Regions from separate parts of the Hordeum vulgare genome. Here region 2 is linked to region 1. The links are chromatin contacts, called in public Hi-C maps. All regions are on one chromosome and are shown on one strand. The core of a region is the stretch at or near the end of the contact, and the rest is flanking DNA. Distances in the headings are between cores, read along the strand shown.

Evidence for each region. Hi-C and Micro-C count contacts between places; a contact is called where the count stands out from the background.
Region 2: a Hi-C map of leaf shows a contact between it and region 1, with 2.8 times the contacts expected there. The contact joins the promoter of LOC123443291 here to the enhancer-like site in region 1. A contact is called at or near these places in 2 of 6 Hi-C or Micro-C datasets (leaf and seedling).

Annotation. Positions count from the first base shown.
Region 1 is chr3H:144,791,285-144,795,221 of MorexV3_pseudomolecules_assembly, forward strand. No RefSeq gene overlaps it. Among protein-coding and RNA genes, the nearest start is that of LOC123439692, 150 kb to the left of the region's middle. Within about 2 kb of position 1,782, at least 2 of the 3 cell types and tissues checked have open chromatin away from gene starts, as enhancers often do. A contact at or near this core is called in leaf, where this site is marked.
Region 2 is chr3H:145,131,407-145,135,343 of MorexV3_pseudomolecules_assembly, forward strand. It overlaps LOC123443291 (protein NLP3), which reads left to right and starts at 1,781. Exons shown (of 5, transcript XM_045119627.1): 1 at 1,781-2,202; 2 at 3,369-3,928. The coding sequence starts at 1,914.

The sequences.
Region 1 (3,937 bases), core at 532-3,031:
GATAATTATTGTATTTTTATATGGAAAAATCTAAATATCATAGAAACCAAACAATAACTTGAATGAAAAACAGAATGGAGATCGCAAAGCGACAGAGACTATATAAGTTTCCCTCAAAAGGAAGGTTTCCAATTAACAGTTGTACACAAAGTATTGTTCGTCCGGCCGCCTAGCATGCATCTTATTTAACCCGAGTGTCCCAGATTCGTAACCCGTTCAACGCCACACTATATTTTTCCTCACTTATTAGCTTACAGAGCAAGGGGTTTTCTGTGATATTTAATTAAATCTCAAACGGTTTTCTAGAAGAAGGCTTGCATCCATACTATCCAGCGCACGCGGCCCTCACAGCCACAGGCATGTGGGCCAACCGCCAGCTGTCATGCCATGGGACTGCACATATATCGGCATACACATGGAGGCACCGAATATGCTCCGTGCAACAAGTTATAGCATTATTTTTGTGTATTTTGCCTGTTTGCGCGCCAAACTGATTGCAACCCACAAGTAAAAGCATCCGTGATGTATTTAACTTCAAAATTTACATACTTCCTCATAAAGAAAACTTTTGAATTCTTTATGTAGTGCTTGGTTCATCGGATAAAAGTTGTGTTAATTTGCTTTAAACTAACAGAAAATCATGGTAATATTTCTTTTTGTCTTTATACGTGTTTTTGAAGAAATTTAATTATTGACTAGTTTTGAATAACAAATTCAAAAGAGTGGATGTGAAAAAAAAATGAACATGTGTGTGAGAAAATGTCCATATACTGAGGAAATATGGTCATGAAACTAAAATAGATTATTATTTTTGAAATTCTAATCCATTTAATAAAGTGTTCTAACATTTTAAAGTAACATTATAAAAAGTGCTAGGGTTCTAGACAAGCTGATATTATTATTAATAAATTATGTTCCATATTTTCGTAAGATATTTGTGTGATGAAAAATGATGATGCATTAAAAACGGTATTCATGTTTTTTTTCTTGAAATTGTGTCGGCAATTTCTTTATTGTTCACGCCTTTTAAATAACCTTAGATGAACCCATCACGTTGTTGTTGGAATGTTTTGCAATATATATTAATAAAATTTGGTTGTATGGTACATGCATATTTAGAGTAACATGAAAACAAAAACAAAAATACATATGTTTTTATTGGCCTTGATTATTGCATAGTTGTAAAATACTTATTAAAAAATATCATAATAGAAATGAAATTCATGCATCTTGGAGAATGAGGCGGCATGCCTACATGTCAAGGTAAATAGGTTAATGAGGGTTAGCTATTGAGGTATATATATGTATTTGTCTAAAAAATAGTAAGAAGGATATAAAAGGAAACTGAAAACGGAATAGTAATAAATAAAACATGAATAAAAAGGAAGAAGTCACATGAAAAAATAAAACCTATAGGGAAAATGCTAAAACTGGATAAATTTTGGTTAAATAAACAGACATTATATTATTAAATAATTAATAAAGATAGTTGCATGCATCGATTGATGAAGAAGCCGGGGGTTCGACATTTTTTCATAAAAAGGAAAACAAGATGATGAAACCCTCTGAAGGAAATTGCTATTAGCCAGGTTGAAGAGTGGTGTAGGCTAGCGGCTGCTATTTTTTTTTCTAGAGTACCCTCCATGCTTTATTGATCAAAGTTGACCATAAGAGAGGTACAAAATGAATCATGAGATTGGTCAAACCAAAGGTGACATCCCTGATCCAAGGAATGACAAATTTCGGCTAAGCTATGTGCCTCAACATTCGGGGAGCTCCTAGGCAGCGCTGCACGCGCGACAATCCGATGCCTGCAACACTGTTAGCATGGGTCAGCCCGTTAGAATCCTTTCCAGTTTTTATTTTGATTTTTTTGTTCGAAAGTATAATTCTGAAATCAAAAAAGGTTAACAGATTTAAAGAAAAAAAAAGGTTCATTCATTTAAAAAAATCATATATTTAAAAAAGGTTCATCAACTTGAAAAAACGTTCATTGAAAATGAAAAAAATTCATCCAGTTTAGGTAAAGTTCGTTAACTTTTGAAAAAGTTAACAAATTTGTAAAATGTTTATAAAATTCAAAACAAGTTCTTTTATTTTTATAAAAAGTTCATTGAACTGAAAAAACGTTCATCCATTTTGAAAAAGATGTTCATCAAAATTCAAAAAAATCCAAAGATATTCAAAAAAGTTGATCAATCTTAAAAAATATTGGCTGAAATTTATAAAAAATCATCAATATTCAAAAAATTCAAAATATATTCAAAAAAGTTGATTAATCTTAAAAAATATTGGCTGAAATTTCAAAAAAAATCATCAATATTCAAATAAGTCATACAATTTTGAAAAGAAAAACATCAAATGGCGGCCAGATGGGCTGACCCATTTACGAACGCCACATGCGCTAGTTAACAAAATGCACGTTAACTGGCCGACATTCGAGACCCGGCCAACATTTGAGGCCCGGCCAACAAAATAGAATTTGCATTCTATTCAAACATTCGAGGCCCTGTACGAGAGGGACTGCTATTAGTTGCTATAAGCGAGAAATAGTGTTTAACTGGTGGGAGGTCTTATATGCCGCCTATAGCGTCGTATAAGAGACTGACACTTGAATATATTTACTCGTACTGCTCTTTTACTTATTTTTATATAAGATGTATAAAAGTCATTTATTTAATAAATTTATAAACAGAAAAATCAAGTTAGTAATGGAGAAATATAAATGTACATTGGAAAATACAAAATGTTCACGTACATGCATGTAAATGTTCGTATGTATAAATACCGATGTTCAACTCATATTTATAAAAATGTTCATCCATGTCGAAGTTAAAAACAATGTATTTGAAAAAAATCATATATTTGAGAGTAATTGTTCATACATGCTAAACAATTGTTCATGTAATTTCTTTAAAAAGGGTTACCTGACTCTAAGGAAGTCTTACATATTGCCTGAAAGGGAAAAGAGAAAAAGGAGAAAAACTCAGACCAGGAAAGGAAAAGCACAAAAAACTGAAGAAAAAAAGGAGAAAATTAAAACAAGCCAAAGTAAGATAAAACTTCATCAAACAAGGCAGGCTGAAATTTGGCTTGGCCGAGTAACTAGAGCGATTCACGCGGAGCGTCCTTAACTCTCGCTGCAGACTCCGGCAACCCATGGGTGGTCACTACAACCCAGGTCATCCTCTAAAGCTCTATCTTTTTCCGACATCGATGAAGCCCCCACACCCACATTTAGCATCGTCGGCTCACACATGAGCATCTCGTCATAGTCTCACCTTCGCCAATGATATCATAACCGGACACGACGTCTCTAGTCTTCAGTTTCGGCTTGATCTTTGAGCTAGAATCAGCGGGTTTTTTTTCGAATGTCGGTAATGGATTACCGAATTAAATGATCAAAGGGAATGACACAAACAGGAGCACATACAGGACTAGTCTAAGACAGACATGCATGAGTCGACAAGAAAGCCGAGCAAAAATAGCCAAAAAGGACGAAAGAAAAGGAGCAGAGGAAAAAGGAGAGAAAAAGGAAAAAACACCAACAAGTGCCAAGCACTCTCCGCTCAGCCAGGATCAAATGGGATGCCTGCTCCTGCCATATTCCAGTGCTGAATTTCATCATACACCTTGGTAATGAAAACAACCCTTGGCTTTTCTAGATTGTTGAAAAGACGCCGGTTCCTCTCGCGCCAAATTTCCCACAGGACCAAATGCAGTATTGTGAGAGTAGCTTTCCTTCTATCCGCGGTAGCTAAACTACATCTGTTACTCATCCATCTGTTCAGATCCGAATCATCATGCCATGTTGCCGAATCAAGAGAAGTCAAATTAGTCCTTGTCGCAATAGCGCCCCAAACATGCCTAGACCAAGGGCAGTCCACGAGAAGGTGGAAGGTGGTCTCAAGGTTTCACCGACAAAGTGGACAGAAAT
Region 2 (3,937 bases), core at 531-3,030, 340 kb after region 1:
CTAGAGTGGAAACCGACGAGGTTGCGCAAGCAAGGCGGTAGCCCTTTGGGCCGATGTTGAGGTAGCCGTGTGAAGAACACCGTGGTCGATGCAGAGTCGGAGTAGCTGGTGTCGAGGAAGTCGTTGTGAAGCCACGGGCGCAAGGAGGCGCCGATTGGTGGTGTGGAAGTAGTGGTGCGCTGGGAACAAGACGTAGTTGAGACACGTCGTGTCGGGTTTGCCAAGCCCGGGGACGCATCATGGATGAAAGCACACATCGGTGTTGCTAGCACCGGGCATGCATAAACGGACGAAGTCGATGTTGGCAATGCGCCGCTCCAGTCTTTCCAGGCCTGGGAGCACATCGGGGACGAAAGCACGCGACGGTGCTGCCATCATCGGGCATGCGTAGACGGGGACCTGCACAAAACTTGTATGCCATGTCGAGGAGGCTAGCAGAGAAGGACTCGATGATGGTTGCGACACAAATAGGTGGGGGGCATGTTTCTCGCGGTGGTCGGAGTAGACGAAGTGGTCGGGGTAGACGATGACAACACCGATGATGAGCTGGTGCTGGACGGAGATGAAGGGGGTGGACATGCAGCGCGGCTCGGGTGAGCGAGCTACAACGGCGCCGAAGGAGAGTGGCGGCGGCGGCCTGACGGCGGCGACAATGGCTAGTTAGGAGCGCGACGGTGATGCTCGAAAGGCGAGGAAGAACCCGACAGTGTGACGAAGACCGGCGCGGACGATGGCGTTCCCACGCCGACGGAGATGGAGCGACACATACCACAAGAAGTCGACGCGCGGGGATGGCGGAGTGGACCGCGCACCGCGGCGCTACGACCCGATGGGCGATGAAGCGACAATGCGTGGGTCGGGGCGATGACGGGAAGACCTCGGGGCGGCGGCGTGGACCGCGACGGGACGGCCCAAGGGGCGGCGTAGCGGCGGTGCGTGGGACGGTGCAGCCATGGGGATGGTCTCGGGCGGCGGCGGCGACCGCGTGTCATGGCGCTACAATCCGAAGAGGCGATGTAGCGGTGACTCAGGGGCCGCGAGGACTGCGTGTTGCGACAGTACAACCCAAAGGGGCGATGTAGCGGCAATGCCGAGTCGGTGCAGCCGCGGGAGAACCAAGGGGCAACGACGCTGCGACTCAACAGGGCGACACGGCGGCAACTTGATGCTCGATCGGTGAAGGGCACGTTGTACTCGAGACAATCTTCATGGGACTTGTGGAGGCGCCCGTGACCGACGAGACAGATCGGTCGCACACCATGTTAAAAGGGAGGAGAGGGATATGTGAAATGATTGTTGTATTGCTTGAGCTTAGGAGTATAATGATCAACTTAAAGTACAAAATAAGATAGAATAAGTCCTAACTTATCTTATGCTTTTTCTAATAATCAATATACTCGAACCATACTATCTCTAACTAAAACACGGTATAGTGGATAGTTTTATCCAGGGAACATCATCGAACATCTCCAAATGATAGACAAGAACACATTGCCAGAAGTATCATAGACACGAGTGGGCCACCACCCCCGTCGCCCACTTGTGCTGGGTAGATTCCGGGAGCCCCCTAGCAAAAAGAAAAAAAGAAGAAGAGGAAAGGAATAGCATCGCCACCTCCGGACATGCGTGTGCGATTCCACCCAGTAGCAAGCGAGCCCGCAGCAGATCCCCGTCCCACTTGTCCGCCCCCGCATTATCTTAATATTATTCTGGTCCACTACCCGCCACATCTCCCACCAGCCACATTTGATCCCCCCCTCCCCTCCCCTCCCCCACATATGGCACCCCAGCTCCCGCTGCCTCCCCTCCTCCTCTCCCCGTCCCGTCGCCGCCTCCTCACCCGCCGCCGCCGCCGACGCACCGCACCTCAACCAGCAGCGGCCTGAAGGGAGGGAGCGCGCGAGCGGTGCGGCATGGACATCGACCCTTCCTCCGTCTCCCACGCGGACGGCGGGGGCGACCTGTGGCCCTTCGACTCGCTCACCACGTCCCTCTTCTTCTCCTCCGTCTCCTCCTCCCCGCCGCTCCACCCGCTGCCCGTCGCCTCCTCCTCGTGGCTTACCCCGCCCTCGCCGCTCTGGCTCTTCGACGACCGCCAGATGATGCCCATCGAGGTGGGCCCTGCGCCCGCCGCGGCGCCGGACAACACTGCCGCCGTCGCCGCCGCCGTCGCGGAGGAGGTCTGCCACCGAGCCCGCTCCGGTAAGCCTCATCATACCTCGCTTCATCGCTTGGTATCGATCCTTGCTTCGTCTGCTGCTTCCTGGATCGTACGGGACGTTCATTAGAGGGGTTCGTGATTTTGTTCTCCTATTTCTGGCTTGGCCTGCCGACGGAATCTTTCTGCTCCAGAGCTGGAACAGAGGGGCAGCTGGAATCTTGCTGTTATCCTAGTCCTTATCTTCTCTGTACGATCCGCGAAGTTTCCCAGCTTTGCGTTTGACTTTTTTGGGGGGCTCCTTTTGGCACGTTTCTCGGCTGCATATGATTCGGCTCATAAATCTCTCGGGGAAATAGTAGAATATTTCTGCTTGCTAATCCAAACAAGGCGGATAAAATGTTGTAAAGCTTCATCAGCTTTGTTGCAGTGATAGGCTTGCCGTGTTTAATTAGTGTGAACAAGCCCGGCTTTCCGTCTGGGTCTGACTACGTGGGGGTAATGCGTGCTTTCTTATGCAAATGATTGGAAAAATATTGGTTGATAGCTTATTGGATTCCACTAGGCGTATGGAGGTACTTTCCAATTACTGTATTATTACTATATATATGCATACAGAAAGGGTGTCATTTTCTTGTGCTATTGTTGCATGAGTCATTTACTTTACCCAGTGCCGTATACTGCTTTTTTGCGGTGCCCCTTATTAGTGGTGGTATGATGCCTCTAAAGCGGTATTTAGTACTAGATATACATTAGTGGTGGGGTATGACGCACATACTAGATTGTATTCAAAGTTGAAGCTGTTGGATAAGGCCTTACTTTGTCTCATTACATTATTGTTAGTATTTTTACAAGGGAGACAATGAGATGTACTTTGCCGTGCTAAATAAACTAGGACCTCTCCATTTCGTTGGTTGGTGTTTCAAGAAATGCGCTTGGCTTGATGATTGTGTGTGTGCTACTGTTGATTTGTTTCACTTTACTGTAAGCATCCATGCGTTGCAGTTAACAAACTTTATGGCTTTTCGGCAACATATTTTCCGTTCATGAAATAGGTATCGCTTGTCACATATTTACATGAGCGTAATGTGTTAGACTGGATGGATGATTCATAGATAATTGTATTGCTAATTTAATGGCATTCCTTTCTTATTTATTATGTTCCTAGCCACATTTCCCTTACAATACTGCATTCCATTCTGCTAACTAGGGAATTCGGACACGCCAATTAAGAAGACCGAACGTCTTAACAACAAATGGCAATTTAACCTAGCTCTGCATGACGATAGCACGAACAGCTCATGCTTGTTCAAGGAGAAGCTGACTCATGCTCTCAGGTACTTCAAGGAGTCAACAGATCAACACTTGTTGGTCCAGGTTTGGGCGCCGGTTAAGAGTGGAGATCGCTATGTGCTTACTACATCAGGACAACCCTTTGTACTTGACCACCAGAGCATTGGGCTGCTTCAGTACAGGGCTGTATCCATGATGTACATGTTTTCAGTAGACGGAGATAATGCTGGAGAGCTTGGATTACCTGGGCGTGTCTACAAGCAAAAGGTGCCTGAGTGGACACCAAATGTGCAGTATTATAGCAGCACCGAGTACCCACGCCTTAACCATGCCATCAGTTACAACGTTCATGGTACTGTTGCCTTGCCTGTTTTTGATCCTTCTGTTCAATCATGTATTGCTGTCGTTGAACTTATAATGACATCGAAGAAGATAAACTATGCTGATGAGGTCGATAAAGTCTGCAAAGCTCTTGAGGTTAGTGTT